Regions from separate parts of the Anas platyrhynchos genome. Here region 1 is linked to region 2. A link is a contact called in public Hi-C data. All regions are on one chromosome and are shown on one strand. The core of a region is the stretch at or near the end of the contact, and the rest is flanking DNA. Distances in the headings are between cores, read along the strand shown. Region 1 overlaps LOC140003222 (a long non-coding RNA gene). Region 2 overlaps TBL1XR1 (TBL1X/Y related 1).

Evidence for each region. A called contact is a pair of places that touch in the nucleus more often than the background predicts.
Region 1: a Hi-C map of liver shows a contact between it and region 2, with 2.8 times the contacts expected there. The contact joins two enhancer-like sites.

What each region holds. Positions count from the first base shown.
Region 1 is chr9:7,105,193-7,111,957 of IASCAAS_PekinDuck_T2T, reverse strand. LOC140003222 (a long non-coding RNA gene) reads right to left here. Exons shown (of 3, transcript XR_011811479.1): 1 at 6,654-6,765; 2 at 5,912-6,255; 3 at 1-5,027. Among named protein-coding and RNA genes, the nearest start is that of TBL1XR1, 110 kb to the right of the region's middle. Within about 2 kb of position 2,572, at least 1 of the 8 cell types and tissues checked has an H3K27ac peak or open chromatin away from gene starts, as enhancers often do.
Region 2 is chr9:6,918,755-6,925,832 of IASCAAS_PekinDuck_T2T, reverse strand. It overlaps TBL1XR1 (TBL1X/Y related 1), which reads left to right. Exons shown (of 17, transcript XM_027464782.3): 3 at 2,592-2,659. Among named protein-coding and RNA genes, the nearest start is that of TBL1XR1, 73 kb to the left of the region's middle. Within about 2 kb of position 3,397, at least 5 of the 8 cell types and tissues checked have an H3K27ac peak or open chromatin away from gene starts, as enhancers often do.

The sequences.
Region 1 (6,765 bases), core at 1,323-3,822, 190 kb before region 2:
AATATACATCAAATAGGAGGTGAAGCACTGGCGGTCTTCACAGGAGAAGCCAGGAGGCGAGGGGGAGTGTGTCTTGCATGCAGCACTAACTCGTTTATTTTGCCTCCGGTTCAGGAAAAAGTAAACATAGGGTGGCCCAGAGCAGGCTGAGAAAGGATCCTGTGAAGTGCATGACGAGTGCAGGCGGCACAGCTGAAGGGGTGGGGGTCTGCTGCTGCTGAAGGGCCACGAAGGCTGGTGTTGGAGGACCAGGGGTGCTCTCTGGGTCCCCTCCTGGCCCCGTTCAAGTACCTGTTGCAGGCCCTGCCAGCCTGGCCAGACCTACCTCTTTCCCTTTAGGAGAAAGGCTTTCCTTGAGCTCTCCTAAAACACAGGTCTGCGGATGAACCAGAAACAATAATGGCAACAAGCATTACCTTGGCCCGGAGAAAAGGATTGCTCTCAACCTGGTGTAACGTGCAATCTATTCAGCATGAATTAATCTTGGAAATGCTATCACTGAAGCCTCTGCCATTCTTGCAGTGCACTCTTGCTTTGTGAAACCTTTGCTCGAGGGGCTATTTCTAACATTTGGCTTGTTCTCTTTCAAGGGGCTGTTTTGTTGATTATCTTGCTGGCAAACAGGAGTCATTCACTCCCTAGCAGATACCACACTTATTTTTAGGACAATCAGCTGCACGGACAGTATAGCTGTCAGGTCCAAGGTGACTGAATTGCACTTGCTTTGTGCACTGGTCAGACGATGAAATCGCTGGCCACGCGGTCCCTGGGACGATCACAGCAACACCCCTGGGGCTTGGGGGAAGGCAGCAACAAAAACGCCTTTGTGCCTCAGCTTGTTGTACTGGGAAAGAGCCTCGAAAGTTCACCTTTCTGAAACCGAACCTTTATACGTGTGGATATCGTCCAAGTGTTGCTCTGGATCTTACACTGGAAGGTGAACTGAGAGTACGTTTTGGCTCAGGTGCTGTAATGTGCTTTTATTGCCGTGCTTTGAAATATGTCTTTTCATTTCTCCCCGGAGCACTCGGCCTTTCTGGCAGCTTGAACTCTGTCTCCCGTAGTGTTCAGGGCATGAAAATACTTTGTATTTGCCTGGTTTTTGCATTGCTTTGCTGAACACCTTCGAGGACCACCCTGCCTGGGATCTAGCTGGTGATGCTCGTGTGAGGGATGTGCGAGTGAGCTCAGGACCTTCCTCCTTGCCAGGCACCAACCAAGCAGAATAGGCGCGGTTTTGTGCTCAGGCAGGGGAACATTTGTTTTCTCTTAGGTGTTTCTATCCAGCATAACCTAACGAGCCTGGCCCTGCTTGCAGGATGCATAGGATGGGTGGGTGAGGGTGCTCCATCCCGTATGTCCCCGCTGTGTCACCCGGAGCTGACAAACCCGTGCTGGCTGCAGCTCCCAGCTGAGCCAAGCAGCAGCTCGAGGCTATGGCAGCACACCTCAAATGCACATTTATTAATTAATTAATTTATTTATGTATTTATTTGTTTTTGCAAGTCAAAGATCATAAGGAGAGTGGCTTTATTCTATTTATAGAGGTAGCCAGATGGCTTTTAGCGTGTTTGCCAAAATGTCTTTAGAAATGCTGGTGTTTTGTGTCTGTGCCAGACGGGTCAGCTGCAAAGATGCAGATAGGAGCTTGTGATGAAAACATCCAGCAACAACCTGGTTTGTACTGGACACACAGCAAAGGGCTCCCCTACAACAAGAAGTAGCTCTCCCTGTTCTGTGAACATATCCTCAATGGCACTGATGGCAACCTTTGTTGAAATAACCCATTCCTACCAGACAGCAGAGGGTCACAGTTGTCACACCGACGGTATTTCTTCCCCCTCACATCACGAGGCTTCCTACACAGAGCAGTAAGGTAGCCCAGGAAGGCTGTCCATCCTTCCTTGTCACTGCCTGGGCTGTTTGGATTTCAGTCTGGCACATTTTAAATGCAAATCTGGCGTATCACTGCATGGAGGCTGCTGTTGCATTAGCTGCCTGCCCATCCCAGCATGTCAGGGCTCCCTCTCTGACCGCCCTCCCTAGGTCCCAAACACTACTACTGCCCCCCAGCCTGTGCTATGCCCCCAGCCAAGGACAGTCCGACCGTCCCGAGTGCCTGGCAGCCTGTGGCAGCTCAGCTAGCGGGGGGGAAAAACACAGCCATTATGTAATGGCTTCTTCCAGCCAAGAAAAAAATCCCATTTATTGATCTCCTGTCTGAAAACCTCAGTAACGCCGTGTAATTGATGAGCAGCTGTTCAGAAAAGCTGCTTGGAGGAAGAACATTTATAATTAAAGAGCAGACACTTCAGATTCAGCTCTCCCTCCATTTTCTCGCTGCGTTTCTCTCGGCGACCAGCCGCCCCAGCTGGGCCTTTCGGCTCCTGGTCTCAAAGCACCTCGTGCCTTTCCAGAGCCACGTTGGGCTCTCCCATTTCCCTCCCCGTGCCACGGAGGGGAACTATTCACGGCGCTGTGCGAGAGAGGGGGATTAAGGAAATAGCAAGGCTAACAGATGGGAAGCAGGCAGTGGATGACGTGTAGGCAGGGCTGATGTTACAGCAAGTCTTATCTTGTTAGCGAAAATATGTTGCAGTAAGCAGAGTTCTGGGAGAGAGGCTGGTTGGGGGCATGCAATAGAAGTCCTTTCCGTCTGATGAGGAGCCCGTCTGCATCCAAAAATGTCTCACTGCTAGGTGCCACAGCCCCCTGAACATTTAGATACGGAGCCTCTTTAGATCTGTCCATCTCTGCTTGGCTTTGGGGGTGAAAATGTTTCTGGGTTTCTCTGCCAAAAGCATGCCCGTCCCCACCTGAGGGAAAGCCCAGGGGCAGGCTGCTCAGCTGGCCGTGGTGCCCGGCTCCCCCTGACCAGCACACGCACACGTTAAGGTTCAGCCTCCCCTGCCTCCCCCTCGCAGACACTCTGCAAAAAGACTATGCTGGAAACAGATAATTTAGCATGAGGATTATATTGTGCATTTAGATGTAAATTGCCAGGGAATTGACAATTGCTTTGTTTGAATTGTAATGATCTGATTATGTGGTGGTTGTTGTGTTTTTTTCCTTAGCCTGCATTTTACCCAGTATTTACATCCTTTTACATTCATCTCAAACACCAGTGTTCGCATGTCCTCAAGCTTTCAGCTGTAAATCCTTGAGCTGTCTCATTCCCGTTAGGAAACCCGTTTCTTTGACCTCTCCAGCAAATGTAGACTGGTGCTTTTTCCTTCATTCCCAGAAGATTGCTTATCCTAATTTGTAGAGAGGAAAATCTCACATCCAGAAGCTTGGGTCCTCTCTGGTTCCCGAGCACACAGTGGTGTTTATTCTGCTCTATGTGTCTCCCCTCACTGCTGTACCTTTTCTATGGGATAATAAAACAGATCTACACAGATCTGTCCCCAGCATGGGTGCTTTCACCCACGGGTGCTCCCGTCCCATCAGTGGGTGCTGAGCTCCAGCCCTCAGCATGGATGGCAGGGAGTAACAGGGTGGCCGTCACCCAAACCCATTCCCAACTGCACCCAAAAAAGGAGTGTCTTTTTTTTTTTTTTTTCCCATCCTGAGAGTCAGCAGAGTGAGGGAAGCCAGGGGTTAATCGCCTCTTCCCAACCCACCCAGTGTAGCCGGCGGTGGGAGCAGCCTGGGTGCCAGCTCTGCTGGCGAGGTGCAGAGCAGTAAATAACAGCACCCGAAGCCCTCTGAGGCGCAGCCAGCTCTCAGGAATGCCGTGTCCCGGTCCAAACAAAACCTGCATGTTTCTCCTTGGCCTGGTCTCACTTCTCGGGCCTGTTTCACCGATTGATACAGGAGATAAAAATTGAAATAACACATGCCTGGAAACATCAACAAAGCACTCGCGGCGGAGAGAGAGGATTGCAACATCAGCAGCTCGCGGGGCTTGGATGCAGCCATCCAGCCCCTGGAGCCAAACGGTTAGGAGAATAAATAAATAAATAAAAACAAAGCCAGCTCCGATAAGCCCCTGACCTTAATTGTGTGGATGTACGTGTGTGAAAGCCGGAATCCAGCTTTTCCCTGCCAGCCCCCAAGCGAATTCCTTTGGCTTGGGAGCTGCAAATATTGGGGAGCTCTGGCTGGAGTCTCCCTCTGCTGCCTGCCCCTGGGGGCATCCCAGACATCGAATCCATCCTTGTTCCTCACAGAGGAGACCTCCAGGTCCAGCCCTAGCTCTCCTCCCAGCTCCCACAGACCTTCCCACACAGATGCCTGAAGCAGCAGCAGCCGTTCGCCTCCTGACGCCGCGCTGGGGGTGACTGCGTGGTGCTGATGCCGAGTTTTCCCTTAGCAGCACAACCTCACCTTCATCGATGGGGAATGGCTGCAGGGGAGCCAGGGAGGCTGGGCAGGGTGTGCTGAGCACCGAGGTGTAATGAGAATGGATTTTGTGCAGTTGTTTTGTAATTTATCACCTTCAGAAAATCACCCCTAGTGATGCTTAATGTTTATGTAGGACTCCACGTTGTTAGATTAAGAGGCATCTGGGACACCAAGGTGCAACGAGAGGCAGAGTGCTGCTGGGTTAGAGCTGTGCTAAATCCACGTCCCCAGACAAGTCACTATGGCCACATTCAGCCCTGCTGCTGGGGTCACAGGGCAGCCCCCAGTGCTTCTGCCTGAGCTCTGCCATCTCCAGCTCCCAGTGGGTGCATCCCCAGGGGCATCCCGGAGCACAGCTCAAATCTCCTGATCCCCAGGGTGGCTGTGCCTCCCATTTCTGGGAGCATCCTCAGGGGAGATGCAGAAATGAGAGCTGAAAGAGCCTCCAAGCTGTGCCCGATGAGGAGGAGGGTGCAGGGTCAGGCCACGGGTTGTGGATAACCCACGTGTTGCTTCCCCGTGGTGCATTAAAACTCACCCTCGGGTCCATTTCCCAAGCAGCCCCTCCTCCAGAAATCTCCCCAGGCGGTGTTGTTATTCAGTTCAAATAGCTCAGATCCTCAAGTTCTCTTTTTCAAACCTCTGACAAAAACATGACAGCTATCCCACAAATCAACCATCTAAGGGGAAAAAAAAAAAAAAGTCACATTTAATTACTCCTGAAGGGGAACTTAAAACCGAGGAACACTTATTAGTGCAATATATTTTTTCTCCTGTAGCTTTGAACTGATCCTAATAGCGCCAGCAGAGTCCTGGCGTAACCTTGGAGTGTGTTTCATTATCATTCGGATGGAAACTGCTGTCTTATGACTGCCGTTTTAAAATACAGCACATTTTTATAATTTCGGAGTTGGCAACCAAGCGGACATAACACATGAAATGATATCCAGCCCTGGCACCAAACCCTGCCCTCCGCTTGCCCATGCCGTTCCGTGGATATTGTGCCTGGGTTCAGCCGAGGGCTGGATTTCAGCCCCAAGGTGCTCCTGCAGTCCTTGTCTCTCCTCTGACACAGACACACAGCTATTTGTGAAATCGGGGATTTTAATTTCAATTTTAAGATCTCTCTGGCAGTAGGACAGGCTCTGCCTTCCCTCGGCACCAAGGTGCCAGGTGATGGGGACCTGCAGGAGCTGCTCCCAGGCAGGTGCTTGGGCTTCATCTTGGTGCTATTTCAGAGCCGGGTCAGAGGGCGAGTCTTCAGCCTGAAAGCTGTGAAGTCTCTGTAGGAAATTTGATGTTTTCTAGCCTGCATTGGAAAGCCTTCGACAAATGCAGTGTTTTCAGGACAGCAGTAAGATAGAGTAAGAACGTCACAGGGAGGTGGGAAGCCAGCAAATGTTGGGGAGGGCAATATTTTTGCCGAGGAAATAATTAACATATTTCCATTATTAATTAATGAACAGGCAGGGAAAATTACAGAGATGGGAACATTCTCCCTGGTTTTAGCTCCACTAGGTACCCCGGAAATAATGAGGTACTGCTACAAGATACGGCATCTCACCTGGGACCAGGTGTGCTGCTGCACTGACTCAGAACTTGACTCATGCATGGAGACGTCTCCAAAAATCTCTCAGGGCTCCCTGAAGCCCAGAGGCAGCCAGGGCTGTCTCTGGTGGCTGTCGGCAATGGTTATCCAGGAGCTGTCAGCATGTGAGGCACCGTGAGCACCCCACACTGCTCATCTGAAGCGATGTTTTTACTGCTGTCTTCAGGGCCTCACAGGTTTTTCCCACCATCTCCACCTGCTTCTTGGAGACCGGCATCCTCTGATGGCCACGTCCAGCCCAGGCAGCCCTGGGCACACCAGCTGAGGGAGATGCCCAAAGCTGTGAGCAGCGTCCAGCCCTGGGGACAGATAGGGATAAAGGAAAACAAAGCCAGGTGGCTGTACCAGGGATTGACCTCCTAGCTTCTGAGCTGCTCTGCACACCTGATATTATTTCCAGCTTTCTCCTGCCTTCCTCACAGCCCGTGGCAGAGCCTTGCCAAAAGTCTTTGGGGACAGCAGCCCCGCTGTGTGCCAGGACAGAGGCTCCGGTGAGGCTGAGCAGTACCTGCCAAAGCCACGGTTAGCACAGGGAGCCGACGGCGACACTCACATTACTCACTGCAGGTTTATAAATAAAACCAGCCCAGGCTCAGCCTCTCCTGACACCGAATGAAGAATGCAAGGGAAGGCTCCGCTGCGCTGTCCCACTAAATTTTGTGAAGCTTTCATCTCCAGCAGCCAACCCCTAACTTACGGGTGACAGTTCCTCAAGCAGCAAGCCAGGGTCGCCGTCCCAGGCTACCCGAAGCAGGAGGGTTTCCTTGCTTGACTTTTGCTGTCGCTTGACTGCACTGAGATTAAAGCTG
Region 2 (7,078 bases), core at 2,148-4,647:
GAAATTCCACCCTGTGGTGTGCTTCATTTCACCACATCACTTGGTAGCAATACAATGAAAGGTGAAGTTTTTATCCTACATGCTACAAATTCTGTGCACGTCACTAACTTGATATTAAAAATTAAAAGCAGAAAGGGTAGCAACCCTGTTCTTTCTCTGTAATGTGTAAGGCTTTGTAGGAAACGTAATAATTTTTACTGTATTTATTAATTTGAAACCTGCTAAAGTTGTTCCCAGGGTGAGTACAGTTTGGGGGGTTCTCTGGAGCTGTGTGATGCCGAGGTGGGCAGCTGCTGGGGTCTGTCTGAGGGCTGCTGGCGCTGCTCAGTGATGCTCAGAGCCCTGCTCGGTTGGACCCTGCCTCGAAGTCGTGCTGTGCGCCCTCTCAGCCCTCTCCATCCCATGGCAAATTAGTTAACTGTAAACAGATTTCCTGTTGCTGTTGGAGGGGAGGCTAATAGAGCAGTGAGTTTGTGGTGCTGTTTGCGTTGTTTTTATGTACGCTCTGCGGGGAATTGTCGAGGGGAAGGGAATTCCTCTTAAACCGGCTTCTGTGCGGTGGGGTCACGCTGCTTCCCTTCAGGGCCTTTCTCTCTCCTACTTGGCATCATTTGGGGGGTAATATTAATTAGTTACTTGAAACAGTATTTACTATGAATGAGTGATACATGCTTAATGCAAATGCCAGATGCAGAAAGTTCAAAGCGTGTAAATACTGAGACTCAGTGCTGCCTCCCGTTTGTGGAACCGGCATCCCCTTTTGATGATCTTCTGCACTATTGTTCATCTTGGAGTTAAAATTTTATAACTGTTTTAAACTTTTGCTTCTGATTTTTTATTTTTAAATTCAATTTTAGCAGTAGAGTTGATATATATAATTAAATTTGCAGAACGTGATCAAAGCAGTGTGTAATAGCCTAGCAGAGAATTAAACCTGTATTAATATAGGTCGGGACCCTTTCGCTTCTCCTGGGCTGTGTCTGTAAGTGTTGCTACCCAGAGGCACCAGGACGCTTTTCAAGCCCAGGCTGGTGGATTTGGGGTGTTTTTGTAAGCAACGGCAGGGCCAGTAATGTATAAACTGACTTTTCTTATTTGGAAGCTGGTGATCTTAGTCTGCATTTACTTCTCATCCGTCTAGGTCCTAGCATTTGTTTCCCAGTCTGAAAAGGAGAACCATTAACGTGTGAAAACAAATGCTGAAGTCTGTGTACCTTGAGGAGCGGTGACGTTCCCCTTCTCACGTCTGCAGCTCTTGTTACTTCCAAGGCTGTCCCACCAGCTGGGGGGGGTGCAGAGGGAAGAGCAGATCCTGGATTACTTGAACCTCTGGGGAATTTAAATAGGAAAAAGGAACATTAGCATATTCTGCAGTTCCTTGGTCAAAACAAGCAAAAAAAAAAAAAATATTCCAATGTTATTAAACTTGGTAACAGACTAAATAATGGAGGGTTTCTTAGTGATTGTTTTGAAAGTGATGTAAAGCTTTAATGCTACGTGCTGTTTAAGGCATGAGTTGCCTTTCTTGGTTTTAGTCCTTGTTTTAATGTTTAAAGGAGACATGTTTTAACTTTGGGAAGTTTTGATGTTATCTGTGATACATTTTGTGGGCCTTTGTAGATAGAGTTTAGTACTTAAAAAATAGTTTGCTGTTTTCCCGATCTTCTTCCATCTTGGGGCAAGATTTTCTGTTTTGCTAAGAATGAGCTGGTTCAAACAGCAGGTTTTGGATACGTGGCTGCTGCTGTGCCCAGACAGCATTACTGCACTTTTTTTTTTTTTTTTTTTTTTTTTTTACCTTCAAGCCTTTTTTTTTCTTTTTTTTTTTACTTTCTCTAAATCCTGTAGTTTCTGTGAGATTACGGATGAAATCATTAGAGAGCAATGAATATCCATGGTACCAATCACTGTGTTACGTGAATGCAGGATCAGTAATTGTTCTGATCACAGGTGTATGAGGTACCTAACTCCTAGGGAGCGTTTAAGCTTTGAAGTCACTTGTGGAAATTAATTCCAAGAGGGTATTTTAAGGATTCTCTCATATAGCATGCTCTTCTTAATGTGTTGATTTTAAACTCAGATCCAGGGTAGTCAATTCTGAAAAACACTGGATGGTTTGATCGTGGCCTTGTGATTCCTGTTTTTTATCTTGCTGTTGAAACATTTTAGTTGTATACATCAGCTAGCACTGGAAAAGCTACCACATCAGTACTTAGCAGTTTGTAAACTTTAATCTGTACTCTCATAAAGCTCCCATTTGTCAATATGAGCAGCCAAAAAGAACAGAAATTCCATTACAGCTAATGCTCTGTTCTGTGCTAGGGTTTTGTTTTCAACTAAGGGTGAGAAGAGAATAGAGTTGAAACTGTGCCTACAATTTTTTTTAACGTATTCCATGTAAGTAATTTAAAGATGGTCTTTAATTTTTGTTCATTTATTTTGTTATGTAAACGTATGTTGTAACCCATAGGAAACTGAATGTTGTTTTAATGCTTTCAGTAGAAAGACTGGTAGAAAAATAGCTTTTATCCTTTTTTCATCCGTTAAAATAAATATTGATAGAAACTATCATAATATGGTTTGTGTTACAGGTGGTGTAATACCAAGGGCTGTACTGCTGCCACATCACAATATTGTGGGGTTTCAGAGAGTAGTTCTGGTAAGGACACTCAATGATTTATCTATTTATTTGTCATAAAAGTGGACTGATAATTTGGTACAATTTAGTATTAGTAATTACAGTTACATGCATTTACAGTATATGTTAGGTGTCGGTTTTTGCAGTCCACTGAATCTCTCCATTAAGCCTTCTTTTACTCAACAGTATTTTAACAGCTCCTCTTGGAGCTGTTATTGTCTAATGTGTAAATCCATATTCATTTTATTGAGAGTTGTTACAATATAACACATCAATTCACAGCATGGAAATATTAATAAATAGACCTTTTGACAAAACATCTTGTAAAAGGTATATTGTCTACGTGATACGTGGATCCTTAGCGTGTATCAACAACAACAAAAAAAAAAGGGCAAAAGAAAAGTTACTGGGGTTTCGTTATCGTATGGGTCTGGTGGTGTGTTTTATTTTTTCTTTTTCCAAGTACTAATGTCCTGGCTTCCTAAAGGAAAATATGAGTATGTAGTTCAGAGGGCAAATATCCAGACCGTGTGCTGTTATCAGTCTCTTTTTAAGTTTAATGTACAGTAATGATTTTGCAATTGTTTGCTTAAAATGTATGCAACTGTAATCCCTCTATCACTCCTCTAGACTTTGCATACTTCTCTGAAACATACTTTCTTATCTTCAGTCTCCTCTCTCCTCCATGGCTAGGGTTGCAAGGCAGACGAGATTACCTTACTTCTTCTACTAAAGGGAAAATTCATTCTGAACCCGTCTAGCAGCAGCAGTGCTTACGTATTGTGCAAGAGCACAATCGAGTGTTTGTTCTTTCAGCAGCAGCTAACTGATACTGGGTTTGTATCTGTAGAATTGTTAATATATGCTGTAATTTAACAAATGGCTTGTGGGTGTAGCAGATGTCTTTTCTTTCTTTTTTTCTTAAAAAAAAACTTTCAGGGATAGTGATTTAAGCAAGCCCTGATTGTGTACTATCTTAGGTCTATAGAGGGCACTCAAAGACAGAGGGAGTTGGTTTTAAAAAGCCTTATCTTGCAAGTAGGCCCCCACAGCCTAGAAAATGAAATTGCTGACTGTTCTTTATGGCCTTGCTCTTGCAAGGTACTGTTGTATTGGCTGTGCTCCAACAAATCACTTAAGCAATTGAAGTCAACGGGACTGTAACAAGTTTGAAATACTCTTCTGGATTAATCCATAGCTCCTTGCACTTTCCAAGGTTCCTTTACATCTTCTAAAAACCAGATGGGGTACACACAAATTTCCTAAAGGGATTCCCTAGTCAACCTAAGGAACTAGTAGTAGGTCCAGCTGTGTTGGTTGCCATTAGAAGATGCAAGTGAACGGGTGTAAAGACTGAAATTATTTTTCCAGTTGTCACTGCATTAGAGTGGTATAGCTAAAATAAGGTAGTATTCACAGTGTGATTTTTTCCAGCCTTATAGATAGATAATACCTTGAGCATGCCCAAATAACACATGTAGGCTTGCATTTGTTTCTAAATCTTGGAGTGGAAGAAAAATAGGCTTTCAGATTTATTCTAGGGAAATGGCATCATGAAGTTTTGAGTAGCGTTACTCAATATTAAAAGGCAATTCTGTAAAGTAAAAACATCTCAGCTTTATAAATATTGTAAGAAAAGAAAGATGATGGGAGCTCTTTGGAGTCTGAAAAATACAGAGAATTTTTCAAAACGTTGCGAGCAATTTGTGCAGTCCTTATTAAAGTATAATGTAATCTGACAAAGTCATGGACTTCTTCACCTCTATCATCTCTTGATTTTCAAATAACACTCCTATTACTGGAAATGGGTGAACAGAATTTTTCACGTGTGGAACCTGTGATTCTTGTGCTGGAGGTGACATAAAGGTAATTTAGCATGGAGGGTTTCTTTCTTTCAAAAACTGTCCTACCAACTTCCTTTAAATCTGAACTAGCAGTAGTTAATGTGGTAGCTTAATTCTGCAAAAGATAGCATAGAGGTCATTTATGGGACAATTTGAAGACAATTTGACTGCAGCTGCTTATGTAATAGTAGCCTCCAGTTATAAGCCATGATACATTTCCATCTCTGCTGATGTTTAACTTTTCTGGGCGAAACTGTTGTCTCTACACAAAAGATGAAACCATGATCATGTTTCTAATTGTACTAGCAGAGGATACTGCTTAATTCAAAATACTGCCTTTTAAAGGAGGGGGGAGGCCTTATCATGTAGATGATGTATCTTCAGGTTTTGAACAGTTTGTTTCAAGGGGGATTAATTTAAAAATTTGTGAGTACAGATGTTTGATGTTGGCCAAGGCAGTCAGAAAGAAATGTCCTGGTTTTGAGCATCTCCTGCATCTACTGTACAAAACAACCAGTTTACTTTTTTAAATTTTTTTGGTGTATGTGTATAGGCATTCATGTAAGCATTTGTATACAGCTTTGAAGGGTGCTTCCCTCACAAAAACAAACAAACAAAAAAACATTATATACAACAGGCTGCTTTGGTACAGGTTTATATATATATATATATATACACACACTATATGCTATATGGAATAGTGTAAATAGCGTTCTCTTAACACATCTTTTAATATTTTATTGAAATACATTTTGTATCCCTCTACAGGTGTGTTCAGATTATTTTTATTAGTCAGTCAAAGACCCTCTGTGCAGTGCCAACTGAGCAAGAAGGACATTTTGTTCATCTCTTTAATCTTCAGAGAAAACCTGTGCGATTTGCTTCTATAGATACAGGTGACTTTACACTGTGTAGGAGCCATCTGGGGCTGTTCATCTGGGCAGGCATATTCATAGCATCTCTGGGAATGTTTCCTTTCCCATACTGTAAATATATCTCTAGACATAACCAATGAAGAATCAGATCTTGGCACACATTCAGCATTGCCCATAGTCTAGGATAATTTGTTAGGTAAAATATTTCATTTTCAGAGAACAAGGAAGGAAGCTTGTTTTTATTTTTCAGAGTGTTTAGTAAAAGAAAAGACTGCTCTTGATGATTGAGATACTGGAACAGCTCCCAGTAAAGAAAGGATATATTGCAGGGTATGGAAGATCTTGTCAAGGATGATGACTGTACTGTATGTATTTTCTGTGTTTTATAGGCACATCACCTCAGTATATACGCTATTCCTAATATTTTGGCCAAAGGCCCTTGATACAGCTTAATTTAGAGGAGAGGGGGGAACAAAAACAAGCAGATGCTGAAGGTAGGAAGGGGGATTGAATCAATGGCTAGATGACCTCTGGAAGCATAAGCAAGTTTTTTGTTAAATGTATATACTTAAATGGAAAAATCAGTGCTATTTCATACGGAAATAGAGGTACAGCTAACATAGATTGAGATATTCTCTGCCAAAACACACAGTAGTAAGACCTAGGTAGTGGTTTTTTGCTCACGACAACTGGAACAGCAAAGCATTGAGATACGGTACAGAGTAGTGGGATGTGGAGATGCTGAGACTGAATGTGTGTATGCATGATCATGTGCAAGGAACCGGAAAATTACGTAAATTCTGGAGGGACACTTGCAGGCTTAAGAAACATTCTGACCCTTGTTGCACAGGTACTGGGGCGAGGTGTTTCTATCATAGCTACCTGTGTCCTGGCAAGGGCCCCGTGTGTGCAGCTCACCTTGTGGGGTGCAGTGGCATGTCCCGCAGTGGAAGCCGGGCCATCTGCTCTGCAAGTCATTTCCTTGACTCATTCTAGAGCGTGTGTGGTGGAGACGACAGCTGCAGGAAAGAGATGATAAGAGAACGGTAGCCCAGGAATGCCCAATCTTTCATGTCAGTCTTTTACCATATGTTGCTTGTGCTGTCGCAAGGGTTTTAGTTCTGCCGTGCTCCATCTGAGCAGTTACAAAGCTGCTGAGCAATCCTTAACTCCACCTGCTCAAACACTGCTGCCTTGGATCCATCACCTCCAAAAGCAGTTCTCTGTCCCACGACCCATACCACCAGACCTCCGTTTGCCTCTGGACAGATGTTTCCAGACCCATCTCAGCACACTCGTGCTTGCCCTACTGCCTTGGCTGTGCAGTGGTTCTGAGAGGTTGCTTGGCTTTGGCTTTATTTCTCTATTTCTTCTGTAATAGATTGCACCAGTATTGCAGAATAGCATACAGGGCAGTGAAAGCAGAAATGAAAATGCTACTTCAGTCTCATTTTTTATTTTTAGGTTGTAAATATAAAACAAGACAACTGCATTGATCGTACTGTGTGCCACAGCACAGACAAGTCATTGCGTGCGGTAACCGTGCCTGTGGCTGATGCTTCGTGTGTTACCATACCCAGCCTCATCAGGAGGGTTAAGATCATGGGTATTAAACTCCTATCAAAATAATTGATTTAAATTTAACAAATGAGAAGTTCTTTGAATATTTGAACACCACAATGTAATGTCTGTCAGATAGTGTTTATTATTTATTTATTTCA